Linked DNA regions of Mus musculus: all the other regions are linked to region 1. Evidence: chromatin contacts called from public promoter capture Hi-C data. All regions are on one chromosome and are shown on one strand. The core of a region is the stretch at or near the end of the contact, and the rest is flanking DNA. Distances in the headings are between cores, read along the strand shown.

Evidence for each region. Promoter capture Hi-C pulls out the DNA fragments that hold promoters and counts their contacts.
Region 2: a contact with region 1 is called in a promoter capture Hi-C map of hippocampal neurons, with 9 times the contacts expected there. A contact is called at or near these places in 3 of 39 promoter capture datasets (cranial neural crest, frontonasal cranial neural crest and hippocampal neurons).
Region 3: a promoter capture Hi-C map of hippocampal neurons shows a contact between it and region 1, with 9 times the contacts expected there. A contact is called at or near these places in 3 of 39 promoter capture datasets (cranial neural crest, hippocampal neurons and pre-B cells).
Region 4: a contact with region 1 is called in a promoter capture Hi-C map of liver, with 7 times the contacts expected there. A contact is called at or near these places in 10 of 39 promoter capture datasets (the 3T3-L1 cell line, the HPC-7 cell line, cranial neural crest and 6 more).
Region 5: a promoter capture Hi-C map of liver shows a contact between it and region 1, with 6 times the contacts expected there. A contact is called at or near these places in 5 of 39 promoter capture datasets (hippocampal neurons, liver, pre-B cells and 1 more) and 1 of 9 other capture datasets (liver).

What each region holds. Positions count from the first base shown.
Region 1 is chr19:9,898,076-9,900,997 of GRCm38.p6, reverse strand. It overlaps Incenp (inner centromere protein), which reads left to right and starts at 1,509. Exons shown (of 19, transcript NM_001369356.1): 1 at 1,509-1,659. Gm50340 (predicted gene, 50340) reads right to left here and starts at 1,320. Exons shown (of 3, transcript NR_168101.1): 1 at 978-1,320; 2 at 1-130.
Region 2 is chr19:7,556,069-7,558,990 of GRCm38.p6, reverse strand. Plaat3 (phospholipase A and acyltransferase 3) reads right to left here and starts at 1,532. Exons shown (of 5, transcript NM_139269.2): 1 at 1,427-1,532; 2 at 996-1,059. The coding sequence starts at 1,010.
Region 3 is chr19:7,611,126-7,614,047 of GRCm38.p6, reverse strand. Plaat5 (phospholipase A and acyltransferase 5) reads right to left here and starts at 1,511. Exons shown (of 6, transcript NM_025731.3): 1 at 1,218-1,511; 2 at 625-718. The coding sequence starts at 1,365.
Region 4 is chr19:11,964,359-11,967,280 of GRCm38.p6, reverse strand. It overlaps Osbp (oxysterol binding protein), which reads right to left and starts at 1,437. Exons shown (of 14, transcript NM_001033174.1): 1 at 985-1,437. The coding sequence starts at 1,340.
Region 5 is chr19:11,911,018-11,913,939 of GRCm38.p6, reverse strand. Patl1 (protein associated with topoisomerase II homolog 1 (yeast)) reads right to left here and starts at 1,541. Exons shown (of 19, transcript NM_172635.3): 1 at 1,363-1,541. The coding sequence starts at 1,377. Gm31092 (a long non-coding RNA gene) reads left to right here and starts at 1,533. Exons shown (of 2, transcript XR_386559.3): 1 at 1,533-1,844.

The DNA of each region.
Region 1 (2,922 bases), core at 260-2,759:
CTTCTATGTCTTCATCCAAAGGCTGCTAGTGGAAGATTGACTTCCAGGCACCAAGGGTGAGAGTGTTAAGTCCACACCCACAGTGACACACCTACTCCAACTAGGTCACACCTCCAAATGGCGCCACTCCCTAGACCAAGAATATACAAACCATTACAGGTGGGATCAACAAAACCCTACAATGGTGTCTGCCTGCAAGGTATGTTGGGGCAATAGTGGCACAAACCTGTGGCAGTAACCAACCAATATCTGATTTGACCTAAGGCCCACTCCACAAGATCGAATCCTGCTTGGGTGAACAACAATCTGAGACAAGATAGCTCAGGGACCTAGGGTTAAACTAAATACTACTGTTCTACTAAAGGAACATAGCAATAAAATGACTCCTAGTGATTGACATTCTGCTACACTCAGATCATTGCCTTGCTCAGCCATCATCAGAGAAGCTTCCTCCTGAAGCAGATAGGAACAAATACAGAGACTCACAGCCAGACAGAGTTTGCACAGCTCTGCATCAGGTTCTTGCATATATGTTATGGCTTCCAGTGCTTTTATGGAATTCCCGAGTGTTCGAACAAGTGGGTCTCTGGTCTTTGTGCCTTCTCTTGGGGCTTTTTTTCTTTGTTTCATCCAATTCAGATATGATAGGTTTTGTATTATCTTATGTTTTACATCTTAGTTTATTATTATCCCTTAGAAGTCTGTTTTGAAAGGGAGTGGATACAGATGGAAGGGGAGGTTAGAACTGGGAGGAGCAGAGGGAGGGGAACTGTATCAGGATATAGTATGTGAGTAAAGAAATCTATTTTCAATAAAAGGAAAAACAATTTAAAAATAAATAAAACCCCTCTGTTTAATCTGTCCAGGGACATTTGTAGTTTCGCCCACCTCTTGGCTACTGAGAATGATTCTATAAAGAAGGTGGAGGTGTTTTATTTTACAGGTGGTGGTGACACACCTTCAACTCAAGACTTTACCTTTATATGTGGCCAGAAAAATTCTCCGTTGTATGTGGCGTCCAATCTGGAGGGTACTTAGCAAACACTTCCGGGTGACAATCGGAGGTCTAAGGAAACATTCTGTAACTATATGCCTGACTGCTCTTGGAGGGAAGGCTCTGTGAGATTTGCAATGTGTTTCTTTTTACTACTGCAAAGTAGCAGAGCTGTCATTCCGAACGCAGAAGCATTCCGGACTTGAAACGAACCAAGCGGCTGGCTCGAAGATAAATAGGCATCCTCCCCAACCAAGCCTGCCTTCGCAGTGCACGCAGGGACTTGTAATTCGTCGCAACCACTTCCTCGCCGGGTAGATTGCCGCAGCTTCCGGAAGTTGGGGCGTGTTAAAAGCGTCAACGTTCTTCTCCCCGCCTCCTAGTCCCACAGATTGACAGCACTAACAGCCAGCAGATAAGCGGACTCGTGCGTCCTGTTACGTGATTGGTTTGGAGTTTTGTAACCGCCCAGACAAACTTAAGGGGAATTGGTTGAGCCACAATTTTGAAAATCGTAGATTCGCCCGCGCTCTTCGCCCGGTAGGTCCTCGCCTGCGGCGAGCTCGCGGTACTGGGAGTCCAGCCGGTCCGGCGTGGCGGGAAGCTTAATCTGCGGAAGCCGCGGACTGGAAAAGGAGTGGTCCGGGAAGACGCGGCGCCGCCGGGTGAGTGAGAACGGGCGTCGGGAGTCGCAGGGTCGCGGTGTTCGGCCACTGGTCCCGGCCTCTTCGCTTCCCAGGATGGGCCAGGGGAGTCACTTTCGCCTATGGGTTGCTTATGGGTGTGGGGATCACTTCCAATGGTTCTAGGCTTGGAGATGAACTTCGAGGCCCTGCACTTGAGTCCTGGGATCCGAGAATGGTCAGTCCTCTTCCCCGCACGCCGGGCCTAACACCTGTGCAGAGCCTGGGCTGCTCTGTAAACCCGGACTTGAGTCTTTTTATGGCAACGGCTGCTCAGCTTCGTCCCAGCTGAGCAGCATTTAAAAACTGACCCAGCTCCGGAGACCGCCCTGCTACTTATTTTGTCATCCCCGCAAGCGTAGGCTCTTGTCAGCGGCGCAGTTCCCTCCAGCTTCCTGCTGCCAAGCGTTGGGATTGTGTCATTCTGAGCTTGAAACTATTGTCCTGGAGGCCTGTGGCTAGTGGTTAAAAAACATTTTAAATCCAGGCTCCGCCCTCCGATTTTCTTGGTGACTTTGACCTAGATTTGTATGTGCATGGGTATCTTGGAGTATGTGGCAAAAAGGAATTGAGAGGTTTCTTGGCATGGAGTAGGACTCTTGAGTGGAAGAGCAGTTTTAGCGATCGATCTTCCTGCTTGGAGGGGTGTGTGTGGGGAGAAATGCTTAGTTCATTTCCTGCACCCCCAGAGGAGATGGCAATTGCTAATCTGCTGAATGGCACAGAAATAGTATTTGTGGAGAGGAAGTGACCTTCCTTCTCCCATGGTAGGGTTTGTTTATTTCGTGGACTGAAGGTGAAGTTACCCAGGAGTCTGATTCTTGTTACACCTCCTCCTTTCCTCAGAGTCACCTTTTCTAACTTTTCAGCGAGGGCTTGCTAGAAAGCACATTTCCCCATGGAAGAAGAAGTGTGGTATTGGACTTGGTGAAAGAAGCGCTCACTCCGATTGTAGCATGAGCAGACATTTTGTAAAATTTCCCATTTGTTACTTTCTTATAGCTCCTCTGCAAGTCTTTGGAGTCCTTGTGCAGTTTTCTCTTCTCTTTGCTGGCCTTGAACTGATGAGGCCTTGGACTTGGCTAGGGCTGTTTTCTGGTGCAGGGGGATAGGGAGACTCAGTGGAGAGGCCATGCTGATGAGTAGCTGGCTGCACAGTTAATGCTTTTTCCTAAAGGCTCAGTGCCCCTATCCATTCGGTTTTGCCCCAGTTAGTGCTGCCTTTGGCCGTTAGGTCAGGGTGTG
Region 2 (2,922 bases), core at 283-2,782, 2.3 Mb after region 1:
CTCAGCAGAGTTCAAGCTTTATATGGAAAATATAAAATATAGTGCTAACTTCTGTGCTCTTGGGTTTTCCCGGGTTCAAACAGAAAGCAAAACAGCCTGGCCTCACAGTACCAGAAACAGAAAGTGCAGCCTGGAGTGACTCTGCTGCTATGAGAACTGTTAGGTTTTAAGTGTTGTTTTCACTTGGGAACCGAATAAACTTGAACTTGATTATAATCCCACACCAGTACTCAGCTGGAGCACAATCCCAAGAGGGTTGTCTGCAAAAACCTGAACCAAATCAACAGTCTTGTTAAAATGAAGAAGACATTTGCCCTGTTCCAATCTCAAGACATCATGGGTTAACAAAGATGCCGGGGGCTGGGATGTGGCTCAGTCGGTAGAGTGCTTGCCTACCATGCAGGAGGGCTTCACAAAACTGGGTATGGGGCCTCACACCTATAATTCCAGCACTCAAGAGGTGGGGGCAGAGAAACCAGAAGGAAGAAACTGTCCTCGCTAAATAGGAAGTTTGAGGCCAGTCTGGGCTACCTGAAGCCTTGTCTCAAAAACAAAAGCAAAACAAAAATCAGAAAGAAAAGAGAAGGGGGGATGGAGGGAAGAAATGAAGGAAAAGCCAGAGCTGAGTGTTTGCTGGCAGCAGGGATGGCCATGGGTCAGCTGACAAGACAAAAATAAGCAGAATCAACTTCAGACATTCGACCCAGGAACCTGCCCAGGGTCCGGGTTTGGTAAGAAGACCCAGCCCCCAACTTCCCCCCCTCTACTGCTTTCTATTGAGCATGTTTCAAGCAGGGTGGCAGCCAACTGCTGAGGCTCAACAGGTGGCAGCTGACCCACAGCTCATACCTGATCCCCCAAGGGTTCAAATGTAGCTTCCTCACTACAAAGCTCCTCTCTTCAAAACAGCGAGTCAGACCCGGAGAAAACAAGAGTCACCATTAAAACACTACACCCATCCCTGGCCCACCCTTGGCTTCTCACGCTGTACTTACTATGGGTGCTAGCATTTTCCAGGATGTGTGAGCTTCAATTTCAGCTTAGCAGCAGCGTGGATGCCTAAGACACAGAGGGGAGCAAAGCTCATTAAGTCTCTAGCAAGTCTCCAGGAGCAGGGTAGCTTTTAGCAGAGCCCTCCAGAAACTTCCACCAAACTTCTCCAACTTTCTCGCTCTCCTCCGCTCTGACCTGAGCTTGCCCTTGAATAGACAAATCCCTCTCTGTAGGGCAGAAGCGGCTCACGGGATCCTTGGTCACCAGCAGGGTTCCTGGCCAGGCAGGCATTCGTGCGCCCCTGGCTCCTTTTCTCCGCGTACGGCGGATGGCAGACAGGTGGCAGCTCTCGCCTGGCTTGTTTACGCAGCCGAAACACTCTCCGCCTCCCAGACAGCCCTCGGGGACCCGCAGAGGCACCCGGGCTTCTCACCTTTGCTTGGGTCCCAGAAAAAAACTCTCCAACCTCCTCGCGCCCCAAGTAGGCAAGTGGAGGCCAGCGCAATGGGGACTGGTTTAATGGCCGCAGAGTCCAGGCTGAGCCAGATCACCCCGCCCCTCCTCCTGTAACTGGCTAATGAGAGCGTCGCCAAGGGCATGCCACTACTCAGTAGTCACTTAGATGCCTCCCTCCCGCTGCGTTCCCGCCTCTCTGCTCCTCTGCCCCAGATTCCCCAGCCCTTGACAGCCTATACACACTCCTCATGGAAGAACATGTTATGTCGAATTACATTTAATCTTTGTACATGAATCATACCAAAAGGCTATTTTTTAAGAGTAATACATGCCTGAAATCCTAGCATTTGACAAGCTGAAGCAGGAGGATTGCCATAAGTTTAAAGTTAGCCTGAGCTACTGTTTGAGATCTTCTCTCCAAAATAATAATAATAAATAATGATGATGATGATGATAATAATAGCCAGATGTAGTTGTTTATGCCTTTGTTTCCTGCACTCAGGAGGCAGAGGCAGGCCCATCTCTGTGAGGCTAGCTCCACATAGTGAGTTCCAAGGGTGCCAGAGCTATGCAAAGAGACCTTGCCTCAAAAATCCAAAATATAATAATAAAAATAAAAATAATGACAACAACAGTAATGTGGGGTTGAGGAGCTGGCTCAGGGGTTGAGAGCACTTGCTGCTCTTGCAAAGGGCCCCGGATGGTTCCCAGGATCCACATGGTGGCTCACAACCATGATTAACTCAGTTCCAGGGGATCCAATACCTTCTTTTGACATTGTTACTCATGAGGTACAGACCTGGTACATGTGCACACATACTGACAAAACACACATAGAGAAGACAGCTTGCACAGGGGTTTCAGCCAATAGAAAGTCTTTATTAGCCTGGCTGTCAACTACAGTGGGTGTTCAGTGTAGCACTTAGCTTTTCTCAGAGTGAGCTTTTAAACACAAAAACCATGTTCTGGGTTGGCATTCTTCAGTTAACAAGAACAGTTAGCCAAAAGCAGGCTCACAGAAGCCAAAAATAAGATTAGTACACCTGGCCTCTGTTTTAGCTTTGGCAGGTGGTGCTGTCTGCCTGAATGATACTTCCATCATGGAGTCAGTTGTGCTAAAGTCTTGGGGCCCACTAAGTCTGAAGCTCTGTTACACTCATAAAATAAATCTCAAAACATTTTTGTAATTGAAGGAGTTAAAAAAATACACTCCCTGGCATTTTGATTGAGGAACATGAAATATGTAATTTCTTTTGATTTCCTTTTCAATATTCAGAGATTACTTTATTCGTGTTTGAAATCAAATCCATGAACATAAAAGGTTAGATGTTTAAAACAGTATATTACCATTGCACAAATGAAAAAAGAAAAAGAAGCATTCTGGACAAACATGGCTACTGTTCATTTCTGTACAGTGTTCTTTTCTCTTTCTTAAAAGCAGAAGATGAGGCTCTGCATGGTGGCACATGCCTT
Region 3 (2,922 bases), core at 262-2,761, 2.3 Mb after region 1:
CACAGCAACTTTAATTCTCCTCGATTCAACTCTAAATGTGTCTTCCTCTTCTCTATTCCTTGGAATGGGCTGCTGGTTTCCACAAGGTGTGTGCATTTTGCACTGGACTATGAACTTATTCTCAAATAAATTCTATTATTCATTCTCCCTTCCCCCTCTGGTCAGAGCTTTCTGATTATTTTCTAATTTGCACATTATTCTTTTCAAATCTCTATCAGTGAGTGATACACACTGATCTTAAAAGGAGAGAAGACGGTACATAATAGAGTATAATAAAATGCAAAACGCCTCAAACCTCCTCTCCTTGCCCCAACCTAATGCCCAGGCACAAACCTCCTAAATTTTTCACTGGTTTGTACTCCTACAAACTCACTCAACTTTGATGAGTCTGGAGAGTGGTCTTGTGGGTAAAAACTTCCACAAGATACGCCAACAGTCATCAGGTCTGCAGCCTAGTTCAATCTTACCCAGCAGGCGCTACTCACTAGTTTGTCCTTGGCAGAAACCATCTGGAGGAGGCAGGTTAGGGGGTGGGTATGGTGTTCTGCAGAACTAGCATCTAAATAAGATCTTCAAAAATGCTTCTGGTACCCAAAGCCCCAGTCCTCATAGTAAGACTCTTACCCCTGCTGAAAGCTTCGGGCCTGTTCTAATCGGCGGTCTTGCTTGAGTTGCTTCGGCAAGAACTGGACCAACAGCGCTTGAGAACTCGCTGAGTCTAGTTCAGGAGGGAAGGGGTGTGATTTAATACACAGCTGCCTTCTATGGGGGAAGGAGGGAGCCCCATGAAAGACCAACTCGAGTCAAAAGTGGGCTGCATGTTCTGATTTAGAATGGTGTCTAAAGCCAGGTGTGGTGGTGAATGCCTCTAATCCCACCACTCTGAAGGCAGAGAGGCAGACGCATTTCTGTGAGTTCCAGGCCAACCTGATCTACATAGTAAGAGTTTGCGGCCAGCCAGGGCTACATAGCAAAACCCTGTCTCAAAAAAAAATTATATCTGTGTGTGTGTGTGTGTGTGTGTGTGTGTGTGTGTGTGTGTGTATAAAATAAGAATTAGAACTGTGTCGGTTCCTGCTTTGCCCTCCATAAAATTTGTATGGGGGCTGTCTAGACGCAAGCAACTGCCAAACCATTTCTGGCAGGGGCCAACCGCTGGGAATTACCCTCAAAGATCTCGAGGGAGAGACCCTACTCCTGGGACTCCTGGGGCAGACCTGAGTGGGGTACAGTTGACTGTCCAGTTGCAGATTGGGTGTCACTTGACTCTGTACTTGAGGTCTTCGAGATCTGCGTGGGGCGTGGCCATGGGACCCTGGAAAGGCGGATCCCGAACTCCCCGCTGGCTGCTGGGCTCAGGCCCATCCCGCTGGGGCCAGCAGGGACAACGCGCCTGCAGGGAGGTGCGGACCAGGGTCCGCCTAGCCCCGGGATCATGGGCACTGGGGCCAGCGGGGCTGGAACGGAGGTGAGAGAGGTGGGGCGTCGCCTCCAGGGAGCGCGTGTCAAACGGCGGCGAGAGCGCGTGGGGCGGGACGCGCGGAATGAGGGCGCGCGCGGGAGCGGGTGGGGTGTGGGCCGCTGCAACTGTGCAGTAAGCGTATGCGTAGACACTGGCGCGGAGGAAGGCGCCCCAGCAACTCAACGGAAAGGCAGGCGCTCCACGCAGGAGTTAGGTCATTCATGAGTCACGCAAAGACGCGGTCCCAAAGTCCCAGAGGCAGCACCTGAGGCCGCTGGAGAAGTCGAGAGTTACTGACTAACCAAACACACCGAGGGCTTTGAGACCGGATTATAAAGGCTGGGAATTTCAATTTCTCTACACAGTGACATCCAGGCAAGCCTCCGCTAGCATGAGACACAAAAGCGAAACACGGGAGCTGGAGTGATGGCTAGGGTTCAGAGCATCTGTTGCTCTTGCAGAGAACTCAGACTAGGCTTCCAGCGCTCACCTGGCGACTCACAAAGGTCTATAAACCCAGTTCCAGAGAATCTGACGCCCTCTTCTGGCCTCCACTAGCTCTAGGCGTGCACATGGTATACAGACATATGTGGACAACACATATGCACATTAAATAAATCTTTTTGAAATGAAAGCCAAATAAATATACAATGTTTACACAAAGATGGGAACACACCCAGTACACAAGCCCCACCTACGTCCCCTGCTTTCCATCCATCTTCTCCCTCCTCCCTGAGTCTAATGTGTCCTTTGTCTCCACAGTCTAATGTGTCCTTTGTCTTTTCCTTAGTTTTTTACTATGGGACCTCGCTCTGCTGGGCAGGCAGGCCTTGAACTCCTGAGCTCAAGGGATCCCCATTTTCAGTCTCAGGACTGCGTACATACAGTGACTCTATCCACGCAAACTTGCACTCTACAAAGTCATGTACTTTCCATTTATGTGTTTGATGTGCTTTGGTCAACTTCACTATTCAAGTCTCCTTCCCTCAAAATCATCTCACCTCAATTTCTCTCCACATCCTTCACAGCCCCCCTCAGACATTCCTGGCCTTACAATTATTATTCCCAAAGTCCACGCATGACAGCATGCATGCTACTTGTCTTTCTGAGTCTGGCATAGTTTGATAAACATGATCCCCCTTTCCTTCCATGTTCCTACAAACAATGAAAAGTCCTTCTTTGCGGTTGAATAAAATACTTTCTCTAGCCATTGATATCCTCTTACCTTTTAACTATTTTTCCAAACCCCCTTTTGCAAACCTAATACCTTGGGGTTTTTTCATGATTGAAGCTTCATTTTTTTTTTAAAGATTTATTTATTTATTATATGTAAGTGCACTGTAGCTGTCTTCAGACACTCCAGAAGAGGGAGTCAGATCTCTTTACGGGTGGTTTTGAGCCACCATGTGGTTGCTGGGATTTGAACTCAGGACCTTTGGAAGAGCAGTCAGTGTTCTTAA
Region 4 (2,922 bases), core at 188-2,687, 2.1 Mb before region 1:
AACATGGGAACATGTCCTAACTCCCAGGGAGATAGGAGATCTATGCGCACTAAATGAACAGTTGCATGTAAGACATCCAGCCACAATGCAAGGCTGTTGGGAAAGCTTATAACCTGTCCTCCAATCACCTCTCAACACCTCTGTCTAGTAATATAAGCCCCGAAGTGTGACATGTTATGACCATGCTATGAGTCACAGTAAGTATACATTAACCATACCAAAATAAGCACTGTGAAACCTTAACAATCATTTCAAAAACATGTGTTCTTCCTTTAATAAAACTTAATCTTAAATAAAACTAAAAGGTGCACGGTGACTGCTGGATAAGACAGTCATTCCCATGGGAAGAGGTGGGGCAGGCAAAAGTAAAAGCTATGGTAGAGTACACATCTCTATTGTGGACTGTCTAGACCGAGAAAGTACGCGCATGCTTGAAGAGGTAAGACATATGGTGGACAGAATCCCAAAGTCTCCCTGTGTGTGGTATTCTGATGTCGGAATGTGTATTCTGAGTAGACATGGGCAGGTATATCAAGGGTGTATCAGAAACATTAAATTTTAGAGACTAGAGCACAAAAAGTTAGGAGTTGTAACTTCCACTGTAAGTTCCTGAGGGACAGTGCCCGGGCTCGCGCTGTCTGTGCCCCTCCAGCTTCACAACAGTGCCTTACTTGCAGAATTAGCGATTGCACCCACGTGGTAGCGGAAATACAATGGCAGAGCAGATGCTCTCCAAACAATTGCTGACAGGAAAGACCCAGGGATGGAGGCAGATGAGGCACTAGGGGCGGGTGACAGCGGAGACAAGAGCAGTGTGTCAAATCTGCAGGTTCTGACTTCTGCAAGCTGTCAACCTGTGCAGGTGACAGACAGCGACCCAGGGCGACCTTGGCAGTGAAGCCAGCCGGCGGAGAGTGACAGCGCGGGTCTGTGGGCTGCACAGGGGGGGAGGCCAGGTGAGCGTGGCGCCCCGGAAGCAGTTACCTGTAGTAGCTTAGGAGCCCGTTGCTCAGCACGAACCATCGCCGCTGGTAGCCTTTGATGTAATTGGTCCATTTGAAGAGCCAGCCCTCTCTAGCCGAGCCCGAGCCCCCGGCGCCCGAACCGCCCGAGCCCGCGGCTGGCGGTGCAGAGCCCGGGCCGCCTGCCGCCACTCCTCCGGCCCCGGGGCCCGGGCCGCCCGCCGTCGCCGCCGTCGCGGCCGCCACCCCGGGGCCGGGCCCCGCGTCCCCGCGTCCGCCGCCGCCTCCCACCGCGGGTGGACCCGCGCCGCCGCCGCCCGGAGCCGCGATGGCTGCCGGGCCCGGCCCCACCACTCCTCTCAGCTCGGTCGCCGCCATGAGCCGCCGCCGCCCGGAGAGACACGACCGGAACCGCCTACGAGCTCCGCCGCCGCCGCCCGGAGCGCCCAACACGGCTAGCGCTTCAGCCGCCGCCGCGCAGCGTCCCCGCCCCGCCAGCCCCGCCGCGGGAAGGAGGGCTCGACTGCCGGGAAGGAGGGCGGCGATTGGTGCCGCCAAGTGTCACTTGCGGAAGACCCCGCGGACATTGGCATTTCTCTCGGGCCTGTCATGCTACTCCGCCCAGTGAGAAGCTCAAGGCGCGACGCGTCCTCCAGGCCTGCTTTCGATTGGCTAACAGGAAAGCCAATCAGGCAGGGCTACAAAATCATTGGTGGCTTTCCGAAGTCCGAGGACGGGAGAATGCAGAGCTCACGGCCGGTTTGGCCTCCGAATGGCTAGTACTTCCGTCAGTCATTACAGTTTATGCTTCTGTCATTGCCACGTCACCCCCGCCCATCGCGCTGCCCTTCATCCTCTTCCGCCCTTACGGATTGGTGGTTGATATCAGCTGCTCAAACCTTTCTACCAATTACTGAATGCATTGAAGTAAATGGGGCAGAGTCCAGCCTTCACATACTCATTCTTATTTTTTATTGGCTGACACCTATGTCTTTCACCTGTCGGTGGAGAGGCAGGGCTATGATTGGAGATGATTGGTTCTGGACATTGTCAGTGAAAGCTGCAGTTGGCCGAGATAGCAAATAAATTCATGGATGCACAAGTGGGCAGGCACGTTTGCAGCTTTAAGGAAGTGATGGGTCTCTATAAATGCTCTTGATGTGGGTGTGCTGTGGAATTCCCTCCTTCTCAATTGAGACTTGCAGATGGCCTTAATAAAGAGAGATGGATGGTTCCTGGGTCTCCTAGGGATTCCGTTTTCATATCCTGCTTCCGGAAGAACCCAGAGAGAGCTTCCTCGGCCCCCTCCTGGACTCACGACTCCTCCAATCCTCACCCCATTCCCTTTCCTGGTCTACCCTCTGTCTCTTCACTCTAGATTCTAATACACTTCTATTAATTCTGACCATCTAGTTGCCGACCTTATTTACGGGGAGAATAGATTGGCAAAGACCTACTACCTACCTTTATATCTCTTTTCCAAATCTAAAGGCCCTTGTTAGGTTTAGTGTGGTAAAAACACAATTAATTCTCTTGTTTATTGCTAGGGTTTTGTTTTGAACTGGGTGTTGAATGATTAGATTTGATCAGCTTAATTACAGCTGTGTTAGAGGTCACAAATTTCAGTAACTAGTCCAGCATTGAGCTGTTGTGAACTATTATTACAAAAATAGCCAAAACCTGCATTTTGGGGAATCTAACACCTATTACAGTGTAGCAGTTTTTGACCTGGCAGTAGGAATAGGGTTTAACTTTTATTTATTCATTTCTTCTGATTTGTGTGTGTGTGTGTGTGTGTGTGTGTGTGTACACCTAAGTGCAGGTACTTGTGGATGCCAGCAGAGGGCATAAAATCCCCTGGAGCTGGAACTAAAGTTGGTGGGTAGCCAACCCATAAGAATACTGGGAACAGAACTCAAGTTCTCTAGAAGAACAGGAACTGTTAACATCTCTCCAGTCC
Region 5 (2,922 bases), core at 292-2,791, 2.0 Mb before region 1:
CTGGGAACTGAACCAGGGGTTTGTGGAAGAGCAGCCATCTCTCCAGCTCCCAGACACCTCTATGTCTCAGACTCTGTACTAGGTATTATACCTCTGTGCCTTAAACTGTAATTCTGAGCCAAACACAACTTTGAAAGAAATCTGTGTGAGGATTAAACACAGCAAAGATTTTAGAAAGCTGAACAAAAACTAGAATCCCCATCACATCTTGGGTATGCTCTAATTTATTTTGTTTTAGTTACTATTTCTCTAGGTACAGTCTGGCTTAGAACTCCTGATTCTCTTGCCGCAGTCTCCAGGGAGTAAAAATCACTAGACAAGCTTGGTATATCCTAATTTCAATCACTTATCCCAATACAGATTTATTCAGTTTACTAAGTTTTCTTTGCTTCTGGCAACTTCTATTCACAGTATCTCATCATCTCTCCTCATGTTTACAAAAAGTGAGTTGAGTCACAAGTGTAAGCTCAAGCTTTCTACTGTTTCCAATGTTTAAAGATTCCAAATTGGAATTCCACACTCTAGGGGAACAGCTTGTGATATAACTTACCTGGGAACTTTTAGGGGCCGTTTCTACCCAATCTTCCTCCCCCTAAAGAGCCAGCCCTGCAACTGCCTCCACACCAGAAGCAACTTCTAGCAACTCTCTATGAAATGGCAATCATCTACTGGACCAAATCAGGATGACTCGGTAAGGATTTCCCTAGCTCAGTCCTTAAACTACAAATCCGGAGTCTGTTTGGCCCCAAGAGTAGGAGTTGCTCAAGGTCACACAGCAGTAAGAGACGGTCAGCAAACAGCTCCGTTCTCCAAACAACGTCGCCAAACCCACACTTTTTCTCCCTTCTCCTAGAAGGAACTTCTGCGGGACACGCCCCCCTCCCCACTCCCAGCCTTCTTTCCAAGCCGACTGAAGTCTCAGCCCGAGGACCAGTCCCTGCCCCTCCACCTGACGGCAGCCCGCGTGCACAGGGCTGTGTGTAATCCGGGTGAAGGGGTTCCGGGGGCAGGGCGGGAAACGCTTCCGTGGGCATTCCCCGGGGATTCTGCCTCAGGAAAAACCACCGGGTAGGAGCCATGCAGGTCTCCAAGGCAGCTCCGCGAGCAGAGGCGCAAGCCAAGGGTCAGGTTACCGCACTTAACGGGCTCTCCCCGCCGCAAACCAGCGGCCGGCTCTCGCCAGTCCCGCCCCTCCGCGGTGCGCTGCGGGCCGCACCCGAGCCTCGCGGCCGAAGCGGGGTTCCCAGCCGCCCGCGCCCTGCCCCCTCCTCAGCCGCACAAGACCCGCGCGACGGGCGAGCAGAGGAAAAAAAAAGGGGCGCGCGGGCGAGGGAGGGGTCACTTCCGGTCGCAGCCACTCACCTCGTAGCGGAACATTCTTGGGGAGGGGGGAAGGGAGCGGGGAGGGGAGTGGGGGGAGGGAGGGAAAAGAAGCGCCGACTCCCCGGGCTGCTCCGCGCGCGCGGGTCTCCCACCGGCTCGCGACCCCTGGCCGCCGCCGTACGCCGGAGCGTGCGTGGGGACGTGCGCAGGCGCGCCTCGGGCTGGGCGGGCGCCCCGGCGGCGGCAGCTGCGCGGGGACAGATTTGGCGTTTGGCTTCCTAGTGTGAGCGGCGGGAAAGAGATCCCTAGGCGAGACACTGCGCACGCGCGGGCCGTCGGAGAGGGATGACCCAGAGAGCCCCGGCTTGCGGCTCCTCCTCCGTTTTCCTAACTGCACAGTTGCGCAGTGCTTTTGAGTCACGAGGTTCCCGTCACTGATTGGGCGGAGAAAAGCCTTGTGAATGTCACAGGATGCGACCCCCGAAGCGTCTCAGCAGAGAACATCGGGGATTTATTCTTGGGTGATTTCATTTAACGTCCAGTGTCCTCCTCGGGGTGCCTTGACTTGGTCTGTGAGGGGGGACTAGTATGGCAAGTCAGTATTCTTGGAAAGGGACAGGTCGCTGGCTGAATCAGTCGGGAGGCCAAGGCTGTGATTGATAGAGGCCAAAGTGTTGACAGCGTTTGGTTTTAGGAAAAAGACGAAGGCACATTTAACAAGGATTATCTAAGGTGATATTTTTAGATGCCAGGCCCTTCACCCCGTTGGAAAGCGGGAGAGCCCTAACGGGCCGCGCAGCCTTGGGGCTGGGGTCACCGCAGCAAGGTCGGTGAGCTTGGGCGCTGTGGACAGCCATTTCCGCTGAGGATGAAGCCCAGCGGAGTTTGTTCAGCTTCCGCCTCAGCACCCTGGTTCTAGAAGTCTGCTGCTTTGGTGCTTTATTGCCTGTAGCGAGACCGTTTGAGAGGGTGTCTTATTTTTTATTTTATTTTTGAGCCAGGGTTTCTCTGTGTAGCCTTGGCTGTCTTGTTATTCACTCTGTAGACTAGGCTGTCCTCGCAGAGATCCGCCTGCCTCTGCCTCACGAGTGTCACTCAGGCGGTTGTCTCACCTGGGAATGAATGGTGAACTTTAATTCCTTAACACGTTACTGTTAGCGTGACTGGATTAATCAACTAGTTTACTATAAGCATTGGATTTGAAAATAGAAGTTCTGGATTGGGAAACGTGTTTTTTCACTGCTGCGTGAAACTGGGCATGTCTTTCTAAACATCTGACCCTTCAGGTTTTCTTTCGTAAAATGGGTAAAATTATATCTACCTCACTAAGTAGTAATCGAATAGTTACATTCTCTGCTCTCTAGATAAGGAACCTGGAGGTTAGAGAGAAGTAGATAGCCTTAAGCTGCCCACCGGAAACTGTTGCAAAGTTGGCAGCTAAGATATCTGAATCCCCAAATCTGATCACTTAAGAGCAAATAGAATTGACTCTTGAAGAGAAGGCAAGGTAAGCTAATAAGTAATTTTCAAGAGTTATGAAACAAACTTTCATTTGTGAGGTAACAGGTTTTCACAATTACCCAAGTACTGAGAGGCTAT